4 separate regions of the Sus scrofa genome follow, and all the other regions are linked to region 3. Evidence: chromatin contacts called from public HiChIP or PLAC-seq data. All regions are on one chromosome and are shown on one strand. The core of a region is the stretch at or near the end of the contact, and the rest is flanking DNA. Distances in the headings are between cores, read along the strand shown. Region 1 overlaps IGF2BP3 (insulin-like growth factor 2 mRNA-binding protein 3). Region 2 overlaps NUPL2 (nucleoporin-like protein 2). Region 3 holds the start of MALSU1 (mitochondrial assembly of ribosomal large subunit protein 1). Region 4 holds the start of NUPL2 (nucleoporin-like protein 2).

Region 1 (2,700 bases), core at 157-2,656, 120 kb before region 3:
AAGGACACAGTTCAACCTATAACAGTCTCTTTTTAAAAAGTTCATATAAAAAATTAATAGTAACTCTCAAATAACAATCAAATGGTTCACATTTCTTTGATTTTTTACTTTTAAGAAATTGAGTCTGGATTCAAATAAGATCTTTTTCAACGTTTTTCAATAGGTTCCTTTTTTTTTTTTTTTTTGGTGCAGTGTATTTGTCGAAGTTGGTTTATTCTGCAGAAAGTTCCACTTGTTTTGCTGAACTACATCCATATGTGGTTGCTTATTATTATGTTCTTCTGACCTTTGTGGGTCTTGAATTAGATTCAAGTTCACTTTTGCTTTGTTTGGACAAGACAAAGTAATAGGTCATGATGTATATATCCTTCCATCAGGAGGTACCTAATGTCTTTGTTTTGTGAAGTGCCACTAACCATTGGCTTAGATGCATTATTATATGGCTGCAAGATGGTAATACTCTTCTACTATTTCCTCAGTTATTAGTTAGAATGCATTTCTAAAGAGGAATTTGTCCTCTTTAGCTATTTAGTTACTGTAAGGCACAGTTTGTAAAAGAGAGAAAAAAAATGCTTGATTTTTTTCACTTATTTACTACCCTATAAATATTGGTTGCTTTAGCATCCTTCAAGGATGATGAGTGAATTTTGGTTTTTGACCAGTGAGGTTTTTTTGGGTGTGATTTATGAGCTTTTGAGTTTCAAGATTACTGGAATTGTTGTCATTGATTCTCAAATTATCCTGTCTTGAGAGACCTGTCATGTCCTTTTGATGCCTTTTTGGTAGTTGATAGTTTCCTTGACAGTTGGTTTAAGAAATCCCACGTTTATCTTGAACATGTTCAGCTGCAAGGACTGGAATTAATTGGCCCTTTCTCCAAAAAGCCTGGTGTCTTGGGAAATGGTCATGCCGCTCTGGGGACCACATCCTTGGGCATGTCCTTGTTTCTTCATTTTCTTTGCAGCAGTTATGTTCTCAGTTCCTCTCCCTGCAGGTTTTAGTCATGGTTACAGTCCCTGACATGTGCTTCTCTATTCTCAAATGTCAGCATTTCCGGGCACTCTGTTTTCTCTCTTAAAAATTCTACTTGTTTCTACAATTTTTGTTTTTACTTTCCATTGGAAGCAAACATTCTCTTGAATATCCATTGATCTTAGGGTGTCTGAAACTGATGTTTTTCTCTCTTGGGTCATTGCTTTGCTTTCTCTGTGAAATTTAATATTATGTAGGTCACATGGGCCTGGCCTTAGTTATCTTTGATGCTCCTTCTCCCTTTGGCCCTCTGGCCATAGGACATCAAGTATTTTAAGGTTCCCCCCCCAATACTTCCTTTGGTGTTCTTTCCTATCCCCATAGCCACCACCCTGTAGAGGATTCAGTCATAAGTCAGGCATCTGGGGAATTCCCATTGTGGTGCATTGGAAATGAATCCGATTAGTATCCCTGAGGAAGTAGGTTCTATTCCTGGCCCTGCTCAGTGGGTCAGGGATCTGTCGTTGCCCTGAGCTGTGATGTAGGTCACAGACGCGGCTCAGATCCCACGTTGCTGTGGGTGTGGTGTAGGCCGGCAGCTGTAGCTCTGATTGGATCCCTAGCCTGAGAACTTCCATATGCTGAGGGTGCGGCCCTAAAAAAGAAAAAGAAAAGTCAACTATTTTAAGTATCTTAACACGTGTAAGTGGAAAAAACAACATGCAGGCACAACCACCTTATGGAGGGGTGACCGTAGAGGGCTCCTCTTATGTTTTTTCAAGCTTTAAAACCATTCTTATAGGCGCCTGAGCGCTCATTTTAGGATTCTGTGTTAGTGCCAAGTCGTGAAATTACTTTTTCAGTTTCATAATGAGTGCTGTAACTCTTCAAATGAATACACTTGGTCCTCTCTGTCTGAATTACATTAAACAGTTCACGACCACAAACAGATTGCTAATGATTGTAAACAGAAAAGGTCATACAAAAAGAGGTTTTGGGTTTTAGTAGCATTCACTTGAAGTCATGGGAGATTAAAGAAGAAATCGTTGGTAAATCTGTTTCTGGTTTACATGATTCTTCTACTGCTTCACATTTAGATTGGTGATTAGGAATAAGTGTGATCCCATGTATAAAGACTGGGAGGAAAAGAAAGAAGTTAACTACTTGGGGGTGGGAAATAAGGTAATAGTGATCCAAACTTTAATGCTCCATGGCCAAACAACCAAACAAAGTGACTTTTAAAAACTTAGTAATCTTTTTTCTGCATGGGATTGATAGATCTTCGTTTTAAGATCTCAAGAGCCCTAAAAACACATAACCTAACAATGGCTGTTTTCTGTGCCAAATGGTACCATAAATGTGAGGTAAGAGGTTTGAGGGGCCTGATTGAGAACACTGAGAAAGGCGGCCTGTGTCATTTAAAAAGTTTTTTTACTTTTATTTTTTTTGCTTTTTAGGGCCGCACCCGTTGCATATGGAAGTTCCCAGGCTAGGGGTTGAGTCGGAGCTGCAGTTACCAGCCTACACCACAGCCACGGCAAGAGGCCAGGGATCAAACCCACATCCTCATGGGTACTAGTCTGATTCATTTCCGCTGCATCTCAACAGGAAGTCCGACTTATGTCGTTTTTATTGACAACATTTCTGATACCAAGTGGGTGGTGTCTTTTTCAGTACCACTTCTCCCACTCTCCATCACCAACTGGGTGTTCTACAGTTCAGTTCAGT
Region 2 (2,716 bases), core at 181-2,680, 88 kb after region 3:
TATTGAGTGGGAACAATTCTGAGAGGTGGAGTTCCCTTGGGTGCAGCAGGTTAGGGATCCTGCATTGTCACTGTGGCACTTTGGGTCACTGCTGTGACTCGGGTTCATTTCCTGGTCTGGGAACTTCCGCATGCTCTGGGAGTGGCCCATTAAAAAAAAACTGTGAGGGGAAAACGCCCCTTAGGTCCTGAAAATAAAAGTTTCCGCCCTTTAAAAACTGCTATTTCGTTAAGAGAATCTTCTTGAACATGAAAGTCAGGCTTCTGATATTTATTTGGTAAGTAGGTTAAACATTCAAGCATTTTTCCCTACTGGTTCTAAAAACTGTCTCATTTCTTTAAAAAAGTTTAAAGCTAAAATTTTAAATGGTAAGACAGTAAAGTGATGTAGAATAAGAAAAGTACTTTATTCAGTGTGGATTGATCATTTTTTCAGTTTCATTCATAATAATAGTTAAAAAAAATCTGTTCTTGAGTATTTTTTATGTTCCATTTAAATAGTTAGGTTCAAGGGGAAAATGTTAAATTTAAAAACTAATGTTATTAAAAGTTTACATTTCTTATAAATTTAAATGTGTATATATATTTGCTCTTTCATATGAACCACTCAAAACAATTTTAAAAACTGTTCTTTTCTATATTTAAAATTGCCCTTTTAAATATTTATGAGTTCCACAGGCGGTGGCTTTAAGGGAATTTTTCCCAAAGTGAATTTCTTAGATTGAAATTGTTCTAGTTCTTCCACTGTTAGTTGATCCTTGGGTGTGAATAATACATTATCTGTTGTGCCATGTGAGACTGGGAGAGAGGTGGATAGGCTGCTATTTCCAAAGGTGTCACTGGATGACTTGGAAAAAGCAGCATGAGAATGTGAGCCAGGACTACCAAAACCAGCCACAGAACTGCCACTTCCAAAGGCTGGGGCAACAGGGTCTGCTGCCATTGGAGCTGGAAATCCTGAAAATCCGGATGATCCAAAACCAGAAGCTGCAGGGGTTTTAAACGAAAATGAAGCAGCAGATGTGATTTCGGGCTTCCCAAGTCCAAAAGTTGGGGCAGAAGCGCTGATGGCAGAACTGGCAGAGGGTGTGGCTCCAAATGCCGGAGTACTCCCAAACACAGAAGGACTTCCAGAGGGGGCAGCAGCAAATGAAGACCTTGGTTTAAAACTAAAATTCTGAGCACTACAACTGCTGTTGCTATTCACTGGAAAACCTACAAAGAAACAGAAAAAAAAAATATTAGAAAAGGTAGCTATATGTCTATCCCATGCCTCCTTTTTTTTTCTTATTTCTGCCATGTTTAAATGATGAGAAACTTCCTGGAAGGAAGAAGAAAAACATGAAAATGAGAAGCCAGGACAAACCCACGAAACCCTGTGGTCTGTCTTTCTGCTACACTGATCTCATCTGTACTGTAATTTACCTTTACTCACAGAGACTGCTCTTGAGAAAACTCAGGGATGAGGGAGTGACTCTTCATTTCAGCTTGTCCCTCATGTCACTGGGTCTGTCACTTGAGGTCAAAATTCTGCTGTTACGTATAGGGACAAGAAAGTCCTCAAAGGTGCTACTATCATAGTAACGTATTACTATAAAACTCTTGAAAAACCATTCCTAAAATATACTTCTAAGCTAGAGGGTCTTTCAGAGAACATGCCCATTCCGGCCCCCATTTCACAAATGCTTGATGAGTCAAATTCTTTGAAGCTCTCTTATAGAAGGTGGTAGAATTTACAAGAGTGACTTGAAATGGCACTTAATCAACCTTCAGGCTTTATGATTTGAAACCTATAAAATCCTATTTTTAGAAATCAGTGAAGTCCTGCATTACTCCATCACTTACCTGGTGACCCAAATGTTACTGCCTGACTACTGCCAAATCCAAATGCAGGTGCTGCTTGCTTTACTCCATCTTTTACATCAGAGAGCTATTAAAAAAGAAAGAATATACACTTTATATAGCCAAATTAAATTTTTACAATGTGCACTTAAAAATGTGATGGTAAATGCTTAACAGAGAAAAATGCCCACAAATGAATACTCAGATAAAATATGGACCAGCTTCAATGAATTCAGAGTGATTATCTAGCTGATAAATTATGGATGGTTTTTATTTATGCTTTTAAAACATTTTCTGAATTTCTTTGATGAATACATATTAAAACATAAAGATACCTTTTATTTTATTTAATTTTTTGGCTGCACCTGTGGCATATGGTAGTTCCTGGGTCAGGGATGGAATCCACGCCATATCAGTGACCCAGGTAACTGCAGCAACAACACTAGATCCTTAATTTGCTGTACCACAAGAGAACTCCAAAAAAATAATTATTCTTTTTTTTTTTTTTAAACAGCTACACTTATGCCCTGGAAATTCCCAGGCTAGGGGTTGAATTGTAGCTGCAGCTACAGGCCTATGCCATGGCCACAGCAACACCAGATCTGAGCCACATCTGTGACCTACACTATAGCTGGCAGCAACTTAACCCACTGAGTGAGGTCAGGCATTGAACCCGCATCCTCACAGAGACAACATCGGGTCCTTAACCCACTGAACCACAAGGGAGCTCCCAGGAAAAAAAAATATATAATTTTTTTGTCTTTTTGCCATTTTTTTTGGCTGCTCCCATGGCATATGGAGGTTCCCAGGCTAGGGGTTGAATCGGAGTTGTAGCCGCCAGCCTACACCACAACCACTGCAACGTGGGATCCGAG
Region 3 (2,700 bases), core at 201-2,700:
TAAATGCATCCAGAGGTGCAGGCAGCTCACAGGGAAACTGCTCCTCTTTGAGGATGTCTGGGTCTTATATGTTTTGAAAAACAGCAGGGTCCAGGCCTCCTAGAAGCTGAACCTGGGCTATGGTCTCCTGTAATACCCCTCAACTTTCATGGGAAGGGTGCTCAGGTCAGACAGCCACCACACATCCTTTCCTATTAGCACATGCAAATAGAACTATTAGCAACAACAGCTTTCCGTTCTAGTGCTTGATGAAATGAGGTATACAGTTCAAGCAGAGAACTGCTATACAAAGAGAGAAAAACAGGAGCACAATTTGGGGAGGTGGTAGTATCTTGGGGCATCTTAAATTGAATCTCAGCCATAAAGGGTCACAGAACTAGAACTGTGAACAGGAAGGGCTCTTAGGTAGTAGTATCTGGTCCATAACCTTCATTTGAGAGAGAAACTGAGACCTAGCAGAGTACGTTTGTGGCCCCAAATCCATCAATGATCAGAGAGTTAAAATTTTAAGAACAATTCTCATTTTCAACTCTTAAGTTTTTCTTACAATGCCATTTGGGTTATGTAACAACTGATACGGTGAAAACCTTTTTTTTTTTTTTTTTTCTTTTTCTGTAGAGATTTAGATATTCTGTTTTTCACCTTGGAGAATTAGAGCCTGTGGATTTATAGCTCTCTTAAATTCTAAAGCTGACTCCCAAAGACCTAGGGGCTAAGTCCACCAAGATCTCTCCCTCTCATACTCTGGTCTTTCACAGATGTGATACGTTTACCATCTCTCAAGTTTCTAAAAACTTCTAATAATTACAGGATCTTAAATTAGCTCCATCTTAGCGCTTCTTACGCACCCCTCAGCCTCTAGCCCCTAGCTCTTCCTAAAAATCCTCACGCCCCAATACTCTCGACAAGTCCATTTCTCAGAACCCTAGGAAGGATGTAAAGGGGGATGAGAACAGCTACGTTGTGTGGCCAAGGGTCCGGGGGCGCCTGGGGTTTGCGAGACTTCAGTTCACCTCTTGGCCTCACTGCAAAATGCAAAGGTGGCGCCGACAACCTTTGTAGTCCCTTCCAGCTCTGCTCTGTAGTTTTGTGACCCAAAAGAAACGCATAAAGAGGGAAACCAGAGCCTCCTCGCCTGGAACACGGCTCCCTCCTCCTAGCCCGTACCTGCAGGGCCTGACTCCGGGCGCCCCTCGCCGGCTGTCCCCTGGATTCGCTCCTCCAGGCCCGGCACCCCGTGCAGGCCACGCTTGCGGCCAGGGGCCGAGCAGGCATGGCCGAGCGCTGGTCTCGCCGGAAGCTGTCCCACCGCCAGCTGCTGAAACCGGGGCCCCACGCTAACCGCAGGCCAGGCTCCAGGGTAAAGGGCCCGGCGCCAGAGAAGCGACCCGACCCGCCGCGCCAAGCTGCCGCCGGGCCACATCGCCGTCAAAGTGCGTCGACTCACCAGGCGGGGCTTAAGGGGGCTCTAGCGGGTCTGTGGCTTTCGATTGGCCAGGTCAGTGAGCCAGGGCCGGGAAAATAGACGTCATGAGCGTGGGTGTGGCCAGTGCCAGAAGGTGGGGCAGTGGGCGGAGTATGAAACCCAAGCGGGCGGAGGTCAGAGACCCGGAAGAATTTACTTAAGATTCGGTTTCTCAGGAGTCAAGAGACTCGTATTTCACTACTCACCTTACTTTGCCCTGCACAATAATGATGCACTGTGTCGTCCTTGTATTGTTTGTTTTTGTTGTTTTTTTTGACATCTCCGTTCATTAGAATGTAAACTGCGTGAAAGGAGAAATTTTTATTTTGTTTTTAACTGTTCGCTCACAGCGCGTAAAGCTTAAAGTACAGAAATTGCTGCTCTTGGTTAGTAAGGAATTAGGATTACCCCATTACCAAAAATGTTACCGAGATTCCCTTGCAAATTTGAAAGTCCATGAGGAAAATCAATTATTTTTGGCTACGATTGGGTAGGAGGCAGAGGTGTAAAAGACCATTTGGAAAACGTTCTAAGTAAGTCAGCCCTTCAGGTACACTCCCCGAAAGGAATTATGGCAATGAACTGCACTGTGGGGCCCACCTCGGTGAGAATAAGGAATACTGAGTTGCCCTTACAGTATTGAATCATAGGAGTTGAGAGGTGAAAGAGACCCAGGAAGGAAGAGTCACTGGCCTCGGGGCAAAATGGAACCACCTATTTCTAAAGTCCAGCTGGATCACTCCTGAAAGGAAGAGGCAAGTAGAAGGCAAATATCTCAAATGCCTAGAACAGTTCCAAGCACATAGTGGGTATTCCAGAGGCTTGATACATTATTTCTTTTAAAGAAATAATTCCAAGCATTACTTTTTAAAATTAAAAACTACAGAAACTAATATAAGCAACTGTGTGCACCACCACAAATATTGACAGTTGTCTCAAGTTATTTTTGAAAACAGGAAGAATAAAGTGCTAGAAAGTTGTTTCATCCTCTTTACTTCCATTTCCCCATAGGCATGGGTATGAACATGCTTCCCCCAGCATTTGCATTAGGTGTGTTTCCACTCTTTTATCTGAGCATCCCAAACCTGCTTTACCACTTGTATTTGCTGTCTCGTTTAATGGGTCATTGTCCCCCAAATTCACTGCATAATTTCCCTGAAACAACTATTCCATCATCAAATGCTGCTTATGCTACCTCTGAAATATTTTTTGAATCCAACTTATTGTCTTCATTC
Region 4 (2,721 bases), core at 123-2,622, 110 kb after region 3:
TAGTCTTCTCAATATTGTTGACTGGACCATTACGTAATTTGTTGATATTACACTTAATTATATAAATTGAAAATGAACAGCTTTGTGGTTTTGTTTGTTTGTTTATTTTGTTTATTTATTTATTTTTTTTGACTGCAGAGCGAGGCATGTGGGAGTTCCAGGGCCAGGGATTGACCCTGCACCACACTAGTAACAATATCGTATCTCTGACCCGCTGCACCACAAGGGCACTCCTGACATAAACAAACAATTTTTTTTTCCTTTTAGTTTTTTTTTTTTTCTTTCTTTTCCCCCACAGTCTCACCTTTGGCATATAGAAGTTCCCAGGCTAGGGGCTGAATCAGACCTGCAGCTGCGGGCCTACTCCACAAAGACAGCAACGCCAGATCCCAGCCACATCCCGCCACCTATGGCGCAACCTGCATCAATGAGGGATCCCTAACCCACTGATCCGGGTCAAAAATCCAACCCGCATCCTCACCGATACTAGTCAGATTCTTAACCCGCTGAGCCACAGCAGGAACTCCTAGCCCGGAGTTCTTAATTGGGCATCCCATTCTCCCAATTTTACCCCCAATTTTATCATCATTTGCATTTATCTGAGGCTTATGGCTCTGTAGTTTTTATTAGATTTTTCAAAGGAGTTTACGACTTTCCCCAAATTGAGAGTCCTGACTATGACCCCAGTTGCTAGCCCCTCCCTATTAAAAAAAAAAAAAAAGTTTAGAGAAAGTTATGCTCAAGGCGTCAACGGGAAAAAAAACAAGTACCCAGGAGTACAGTAAAGCAAGGAAGAGTCTGCCTCGAACTACGCCAATTCTCCGAACCACTGCCACCAAAAGACAAGGTAGTTTTGACACGTAATTCCGACTTAAAAAATTCATTGTTTTGCATTAGTACCCACGACGAAGCAAGCACCTGCCTTCACCTGCCCAACAAGTCTACCGAGATACTAATAAATGGCTAAAAATGTCGGTGGGCGGGGCGGGCGAGGGGACGACGCAGGCACGTCCGCGTCACCCTACTGGTACGCCGTGGCGCTGTGCCCGGCGGAGGGCCCCACGGCGGCCGCTCGCACCTCTCTAGCCGGACTCACGCCAAGCTCTGCCCAGATCAACTAGCGGCGAAGGCTTGATGAGAACGTCACCTGGGGGCTGCTGCTGCTGCTGCCGTCCTCCGCCCGCACCCCCGGCGCGGGGGTGTTCGTTCCAGCACCGGTCTCCAAAGCGGCACCGGCCTTGAAGGAAAAACTGACAAATGGTCATGGCAAGGGCGTCTCAGACGGAGAGGCCTTCCTTCCTTACCCTCTGCCAGCAGAGAACCTAAAGCTACGGGAGGACCCGGAACCGCTACTGTGACGTAATTTTTTCGCGCCTGGGAAAGGCCCTGGCTCGCTTGTGCGGTGAGAGGAGCGGATTATACCCAATAGGGTTTGAGAAGAGAAGGTCCGCCCCTATGCAACAAGGATGGCCTGGGAGGGCGGGATGTTTGAATCAGCTGTGGAGGAAAAGCGGGTAAGAGACCCTGGCAAAGGACCTCGGCCTTCAAGGGAAGCTTGAGGTCCAAAATGAGAGGAAAGCTAGTCAGGCAAACCCAGAACTCCAGCACGGCCCTGAGAGAAGGATTAGCTGTGGCTGTGGTTTGAGAGACCTAGTCGTAATTTTCATTTGTAACCGGTGAGAGCAAAGATCTGCCCAGTCATTCATCAGGATGGACAACAGTGTTAGATAAAGCCAGTTGTGAGGGTTAACAGGAAATAGTTTTGGGTTTTTTAGAGCCAGTTCCCAGGCCAGGGCTTGAACCTGGACCACATGGGTGAAAATGGTGAAAGCGCTGAGCCCTAACCACACTAGACCACCAGGGAATTCCCAGGGAAGATTTTAAGGACAAACTGTAAATAAAAAGTATCATAATAACCCCCATCTTCAGATAAGTACTACATTCTTATCTTACTACATACAGAGAAACCTTGTTCTTTAAAGTCCACATATAAATAAAAAAATCCACATAATTCTACTCCTGGGCATATATCTGGAGAAAACCATAATTCAAAAACATACATGCACCCCAGTGTCCATCACAGCACTATTTACAATAGCGAAGACGTGGAAGCAACCCAAGTGTCCATGGACAGATGATTGGGTATAGATGTGGCGTATTTACACAATGGGATGCTACTCAGCCATAAAAAAGAATGAAATAATGCCGTTTGCAGCATCATGGATGGAGCTAAAATTCACAGGAAAGTGCATCAAAGGCAAATATAATGATATTTTATTATTATTATTATTATTATTATTATTTTTTTTTAGGGCCACAACCTCAGCATATGGAACTTCCCAGGGGTTGAATTGGAGCTATAGCCACTGGCCTGTGCCACAGCCACAGCAACGCAGGATCCAAGCCATGTCTGCGACCCACACCATGGCTTACACCAATGCTGGATCCTTAGCCCACTGAGTGGGGTCAGGGATCGAACTCAGGTTCTCATGTATATTAGTTGGTTTGTTACCACTGAGCCACAACAGGCACTCCCAATATGATATCACTTACATGTGGAATCTAATAAGAATGATACAAAGGAAATTATATGAGTTCCCTTGTGGCACAGCAGGTTAAGGATCTGGTGTTGTCACTGCAGTAGTGTAGGTCTCTGCTATGGCTTGGGTTTGATCCCTGGCCTGGAAACTTCCACATGCTGTGGGTGTGGCCATTTAAAAC

The links. HiChIP or PLAC-seq counts read pairs in DNA pulled down with a chosen protein or histone mark.
Region 1: a contact with region 3 is called in an H3K27ac HiChIP or PLAC-seq map of alveolar macrophages. The contact joins the enhancer-like site here to the promoter of MALSU1 in region 3. A contact is called at or near these places in 12 of 47 Hi-C or Micro-C datasets (adipose tissue, brain, embryonic fibroblasts and 8 more) and 2 of 2 datasets of contacts at active chromatin or transcription factors (alveolar macrophages and skeletal muscle).
Region 2: a contact with region 3 is called in an H3K27ac HiChIP or PLAC-seq map of alveolar macrophages. The contact joins the enhancer-like site here to the promoter of MALSU1 in region 3.
Region 4: an H3K27ac HiChIP or PLAC-seq map of alveolar macrophages shows a contact between it and region 3. The contact joins the promoter of NUPL2 here to the promoter of MALSU1 in region 3. A contact is called at or near these places in 10 of 47 Hi-C or Micro-C datasets (embryonic fibroblasts, heart right ventricle, liver and 2 more) and 2 of 2 datasets of contacts at active chromatin or transcription factors (alveolar macrophages and skeletal muscle).

Annotation. Positions count from the first base shown.
Region 1 is chr9:92,211,172-92,213,871 of Sscrofa11.1, reverse strand. The region is part of intron 3 of IGF2BP3 (insulin-like growth factor 2 mRNA-binding protein 3); the gene reads left to right. Among named protein-coding and RNA genes, the nearest start is that of IGF2BP3, 60 kb to the left of the region's middle. Within about 2 kb of position 1,406, at least 13 of the 83 cell types and tissues checked have an H3K27ac peak or open chromatin away from gene starts, as enhancers often do. A contact at or near this core is called in alveolar macrophages, omental adipose tissue and retroperitoneal adipose tissue, where this site is marked.
Region 2 is chr9:91,998,640-92,001,355 of Sscrofa11.1, reverse strand. It overlaps NUPL2 (nucleoporin-like protein 2), which reads right to left. Exons shown (of 7, transcript XM_021063448.1): 6 at 1,845-1,929; 7 at 1-1,214. The coding sequence ends at 655. Among named protein-coding and RNA genes, the nearest start is that of NUPL2, 18 kb to the right of the region's middle. Within about 2 kb of position 1,430, at least 1 of the 83 cell types and tissues checked has an H3K27ac peak or open chromatin away from gene starts, as enhancers often do. A contact at or near this core is called in alveolar macrophages, where this site is marked.
Region 3 is chr9:92,087,159-92,089,858 of Sscrofa11.1, reverse strand. It overlaps MALSU1 (mitochondrial assembly of ribosomal large subunit protein 1), which reads right to left and starts at 1,450. Exons shown (of 4, transcript XM_021063453.1): 1 at 1,168-1,450. The coding sequence starts at 1,423.
Region 4 is chr9:91,980,364-91,983,084 of Sscrofa11.1, reverse strand. It overlaps NUPL2 (nucleoporin-like protein 2), which reads right to left and starts at 1,372. Exons shown (of 7, transcript XM_021063448.1): 1 at 1,148-1,372. The coding sequence starts at 1,265.